Linked DNA regions of Mus musculus: region 2 is linked to region 1. Evidence: chromatin contacts called from public Hi-C data. All regions are on one chromosome and are shown on one strand. The core of a region is the stretch at or near the end of the contact, and the rest is flanking DNA. Distances in the headings are between cores, read along the strand shown. Region 1 has its middle 29 kb from the start of Fer1l6. Region 2 overlaps Fer1l6 (fer-1-like 6 (C. elegans)).

Region 1 (2,982 bases), core at 173-2,672:
ACTTTGTCTTACAATCCACCTGGCCTAATAGTCCCAAGAGAGCTGCAACAGGAAGACGCCTATGAAACAAAGAGAAGGAAAGAAGATGTCAGGTCCAAAGAAAACTCTATTTCCCCAAATTCTGGCAATTAGACATTCCTCAGGAACGTTTGAAGCTGGATCCCCTCTGCCAGTGATAAAGTTTCCCTTATCACTGGCATGCTGAAGGATCAAATGACTGTCTGCGGAGGCTACTAGCATACCAGAGCACACACCGGCCTCTAGTGTCCCTCAGCATCACAAATTCCTGTTACACACCTCAGAGCCCATGCTGGCATCCTGGCACTTCTCAGCTCTCCTCGTGTCCTCTGCCGCTCTCTCTTGTCTCCTGGCCAAATCCTCTTTCTCTCTCCCTTTCCCTCCTCCTTCCTCCCTTTCCCTCCTCCCTCCTCCCTCCCCCCTCCTCCCTCTCCCTCCTCCCTCTCCTTTCTCCCTCCTCCCTCTCCTTCCTCCCTCTCCCCCTCCTCCTTCCTCCTCCCTCCTCCCTCTCTCTCTGTGTTCTTTCTTTTTCTCCCTCTCATGGCCCTTACCTCTCTCTGCCTCTCCTCTCTTCTCTCATAGCCAAGTCACTCTGCTGGCCATGGTCAGTCTACTTTGTCTCTCTGCTCTAGACTCTTCCAGATCCCTCTGGCTGCTTTCCCCTTCATGTCTACAACAAAAACCTTCTGTTCAACCATACTTTAGAGTGGTCATGCCATCAGTTTATACATCTGTTGCCAAAACTCCCAGTTTATACAGAACAAGGTGGGGAGGGATGAAAGAAGTAAAGAAGGAAGGGAGGAAGAAAAGAAGGGAAGGAGGGAGGGAGAGAGGGCGGGAAGGAGACAATGAAGTACATTTAGGTAGGATTGCTCATGTCTCTAATCCCACTACTCAGGAGTTAGAGTCAAGAGCAACATAACTCATGGCTAACCTGGGCTATGCATATGTATAATATGTCTATGTATATATGTGTATGTGTGTGTATGTGTATGTGTATATGTATATGTATAACAGGATCATGTTATACAAATTCTTGATGAGAGTCCAAAGGACTCGAATTAGCATATATTAGAGATACCTGCAGATAAATGCTTATTGTAGAATCCCTCATAAAAGTCAGGTTATGAAATCAGCCCGTGTGTCCACCAACAGATACAGAGATAAAATAAACTTGGCTATATATACAATGCAGTGCCATTCAGCTGTTGGATGGAGGAAAACATGTTCTTTACCATAAAGTGAAAGGGACTCTAGACTGTGTTAAGCCAGGAACAGAAAGACACATATCAAACATGTTTAGACCCTAGTTCCCAGGGGACAAATGCTCCTGTGAAGAGAAGGCCATTATTAATGAGAGCCAGAAAATGGAATCTATCCCAAATTGCTAGCAGCAGCATGCTGTAACCTGACACTGGAGAACCACAGTGGCACTGGGTGACTCAAGATTCACAAGGCTTCTCCAAACAGGTTCTTAAAGGTAATGATACAAGTTTTTCATTGGAGTTTTAGTTTTTCTTTTGCCTCTAATTTTAATCAATGATACAATTGTCAAAAAGAAGCAGTCTTTCTCTTTAACACATAAAGCATCAGGGTGCTTCTGTCTGGGATCAAGTAAGCAAACACACGGTACGCCGAGGCCAGAGGTGCTCGTGACTCAGTCTCACTCAGCTGAACACCACTAAGCACCATATGGTTCTGATTATAATGGCTTTAAGTTGTTTTTCTTCTTAGTCATAGATCGTGTCATTTATGCTCCTGTGGCCGGTGATGACAAACACAAAGAATGAGGAAGGCTCATTTTAGAACAATAGAGGATTAATGAGGAGCATAAAATAATCATAGTTTCAAGGAATGGCCTCAAAATGACCTGCGTGCACCCTGTAACTCACCCACCAGAATGCTTATTTTTAAATGTAACTAACTGTCTCTGGCACTACAAGAAGTGGCTATCTAAAAAACAAAAAACAACTAACTACTCTAGCTAGGCTCTGGTAGAGTGCTCACTATACATAAGACCCTGGGTTCTAGCTGAAGGATAAATATGGATAGATGACAGAGCAACAGATAGATAAAAAAGATAGATAGATGATAGATAGATAGATAGATAGATAGTAGATAGATGATAGACAGATAGATAGATGATAGATAGATAGTAGATAGATGATAGATAGTAGATAAATGATAGATAGATAGATAGATAGATAGATAGATAGATAGATAGATAGATAGATAGATTAGATAGATTAGATAGATAGATAGTCATCTTGGCTTTTTGTTCATTGGTCTATCTATACTTCACACACACCATGCAGAGGACTGTTAATGGTTTTAAAATTCGGAAGGTAATTCTTGATTTTAAATACAATTGTGAAAGCAGTTTAAGCCAGAGAGGAAAGGAAACAGCACACTGAGCAGAAAATGTCACTGTGTTAAGTTTTCATTCTCCCTTCTGTGTGAATAAGGAGAACTCAAACCTTTGAACAGTCTTAACCAAGAACCCAGTTTGCAGCTTTCAACCCTGGATGTTCAAAGACTCCCCTGGGAACCTAGTCCTGAAAACCCTAATTCAGTTTCTCTAGGGTGAGGTCTGGGAAGAACATTTATGTCTCATCCAAGGTGGTTCTAGTGCACCCACCCTAACTAAGCAACTGCTCCTTCCTTTGACTGTAGGATTATATAACAAAAACAAAAAAATTACACACACACACACACACATACACACCCCATGGAGATCGATCAAGAGCTGCATTTGAACTTCAGCACCTCCTGTCTATAATAGAGACCTGTCAGCACTGAGGTCTCTTCTGTAACACCAGAGCACTAAGCCCTTTCACCTCTCCTGCCCTGTTCATTACTAGATAATATCATGAATCGTGATAGCGCAACAGTCAGAAAACCATCACGGCATTGTGATCACAGCAAATAAGCAAGGAAGCGTGGCTGGAGGACAGATGGTGGTCT
Region 2 (2,916 bases), core at 303-2,802, 150 kb before region 1:
GTATTTGTCCCGGTCTTTGATTTCTGTTTTGCCCAGCCTAAGCACAATGTAGGGGTCAGATTTGCCATCTGGATCAGCTGGGCTGAGATTAAATGCCTGGGGAAGAAAAAGAAAACGGTTCTGACCCAGCCGCTCAATCCTGGCTGCACACGGGGACACTTGGGTTCTATGTGGGCGTGTTCCGGTGTTCTAGCTCCTGAGCTTTGGGATGTTTTAAAGCTGCTTAGATTTCAGAGTGCCACTAAAGTCAGGAACCATTGCATTAGCACCCTAGTTTTGCTCTTAAGAAGAACAATTATTGATATTCGCCTTTCTCTTCTGTCATCTACCCAGAGGCAGCCAGTCCTTGGCACACAGCAGTGAGGAACATGCTGGAGAAAGAGGCAGAAGATGTGAGCCCCTGTTCTAACTTTTAACTGTGTCATCTTGGCCAAGTTATGTTGTTTCTGGATCTGTCTGTATAACCATGGGGTGGACCCAAAGACCCTGTCCAGCACCAGTGGTTTCTGAAGCCAATTCCCCATGAATCTTGCCTTTAGCCCTAGTTCCCTGAGTGATGATGTATTTCTGATCATGAAGCCTGATTCCAGACTGGTTGTACTGTAGGCTGTCAAAAGTGAACTGGTGTAGGGAAAGGTCCTGGTAGGAGGCCAATCAAGATGTGGCATCAAACAGACTGAGACACTTGGCAGTGAAGAACGCTGAGAAACAGCTCAATACTTAATACTGTCTCCCTCAGACCAAACAGGGTAAGTGCATCCAGCTCCATGGATTAGAACAAGAATGTTCTCTAGAGATTGCTTAATATCCAAAACTTATAAACAGGCTGCGTGCCAAAGCACAATCTAAATAAGCGACTCCTTTGATTTTTCTTGTCAAATCACCCGCATTTAATTCTCTATACCTCAGTGAACTCTGATACAACCAGCACACTTTGCTCTCCCTTTGTTTATTTTTTAATATTTTTATATGTCCTAGTTTTCATACCACTCGGTTCTAGCACGTGATCGCCATGAAACTGAGAGTACTGCTCTGCTCATTACTTTGTTTCAAGGATATTGTAATGAACAGAGTCTTCTTAATAGTTCTTGTGTGAACAAGTGGTGTTATAGGCACACGAGAAAGCATCACATGGCCACTGAAAGAAATGAAGCAATGTGCTGATCTGGGAAAGTGTCTGCGCTATCTTGTTAAGGAAGAGGAACACAGTAAAGAACTTTGACTTCTTCCTGCATGCATTTTTTTTTCACAATCTTTTAGTACTTATCACATTATTTTAAAATCAGTGTATTATATAACTAATTGTATATTAATACATGATAGAAAAGCACAGACAGTCACCACTACTAACAAGGTCCACACCAAACACCGGCTCTCCATCCTACAGTGACTTTCTTGCTAATGAAACACGGGACTGTCACCCTCCTTCTATGTTCATTTAAGGTCGCTGTGTCCTCAAACTGTAGCCCAAGGCAGCCCTCTTCCATGCTGCCCGCCCCGGCTCCAGGCAGGAACCTTGTCCAGAGTTGCCCTGACCTTTGTGTAGAGAGCACTAGACAGCAGAACTGCAGCAAGGGTTGTGATTCATAGCTCGGTAATTCAGTGAGAGGAAATCACAGGGGTTGGGAAGTGGACATGGTGCTGAGGATTTAACAGTTCAATACATTCGTTTGCTTCCAGAATTCTCTGGGCCTTTAGTGTGCATGTGAGCTTTGAGAACCTCCAGAGTTGGAGGGGAAAAAATCAATTATTGGACAGAATATTTCTCATATTTACATGAGCATGCACTCTGTTTCCTGTGGAATGTATATTAATTATCTCCCAGGGCACCAGGATCTTCCTGAATAACATTTTTGAAAAGGCTATTGTGGAGCATCCTGTAGGTAGGTGTTTATTATAGGCTACCCTGGATTGTCTGGCTGTTACCATGAGCACCGAGGACAAAGACTCCATCACAACATCCCTGCCACACGGCAGTGTGATGGTACGTAGGAGAGAAGGGACATCCAAGAAGTACACGATAAAAAGACAATTTGTTTTCTCTTCTCATTAATTTTTTAATTCTTGAGACAGGATCTCACTGTGTGTGTGGCTGGCCTGGAACTCCTGAAGAAAGGCCTGTACCACCACACCTGGAAATTAATTCCTCTTTTATGCTTTGTCAATGTTCCTTACAAGGGATATGAGCAACATGAAGCGAGATAGCATTGAATAAAAATACTGCAAAGACAATCACGAAAACCAAATCCAAGCAACAGGTTAAAGACAAATCCGTGAATCATAAGGTTTGTACAATTGAATGTCATGTTTGTTTTCCCACTATCCCAACAAATCAAAAAAATTGTAATTAAAGATTGTTTTATTTTATTTTATTTTTTGACTCATTATCAAAAAGGGAAGCCTGGAGAACACAATGTTTTGAGTTTTTTTTTTTTTTTCTTTTTGCACCCAAATGAAACTGCTGGCTCAACAGTGTAGCCATAAAGCCATTGGGGGAATTTCACCAGGGCAGTAGCTGCCCTGTAGGGTCCTGGGTGCCTTTCAGGGCTCCTCCTCCCACTGTCTTCCCTGTGAGCATTCTACTTTTGCCTTTGATGCTCTTTCCCACTAGTGAGTAACCCAACTGAGCCAGCAAAGCTTAACAGACTGATCTAAGTGCCTCCTAAATGCCTATGTTGAAACTTAATGGGATTGGACCTATGGTTGGCTATAGGCAGGAGACTAAAACTAATAATGTCACAAGAATGGAACTGTAGAATTCAGAAGTTACTCTTTCTCCTTCTACATTCACACCCCCAGAGGAACAGCCATGTGAAGGCAGACATACAAGCCAGCAGAATAGGTTCCACCAGATAGCAACACTGCCAGAATCTCAATCATGAACCTACAGCCCCTAGAACTGTGATAAGAACATTT

The links. A called contact is a pair of places that touch in the nucleus more often than the background predicts.
Region 2: a contact with region 1 is called in a Hi-C map of the 3T3-L1 cell line, with 3 times the contacts expected there. The contact joins two enhancer-like sites. A contact is called at or near these places in 4 of 484 Hi-C or Micro-C datasets (the 3T3-L1 cell line, the G1E-ER4 cell line, bone marrow-derived macrophages and 1 more) and 2 of 9 other capture datasets (adipose tissue and pancreatic islet).

What each region holds. Positions count from the first base shown.
Region 1 is chr15:58,479,266-58,482,247 of GRCm38.p6, reverse strand. No RefSeq gene overlaps it. Among named protein-coding and RNA genes, the nearest start is that of Fer1l6, 29 kb to the left of the region's middle. Within about 2 kb of position 1,422, at least 58 of the 459 cell types and tissues checked have an H3K27ac peak or open chromatin away from gene starts, as enhancers often do.
Region 2 is chr15:58,630,842-58,633,757 of GRCm38.p6, reverse strand. Fer1l6 (fer-1-like 6 (C. elegans)) reads right to left here. Exons shown (of 41, transcript NM_001370912.1): 32 at 1-96. Among named protein-coding and RNA genes, the nearest start is that of Gm36451, 35 kb to the right of the region's middle. Within about 2 kb of position 1,552, at least 6 of the 459 cell types and tissues checked have an H3K27ac peak or open chromatin away from gene starts, as enhancers often do.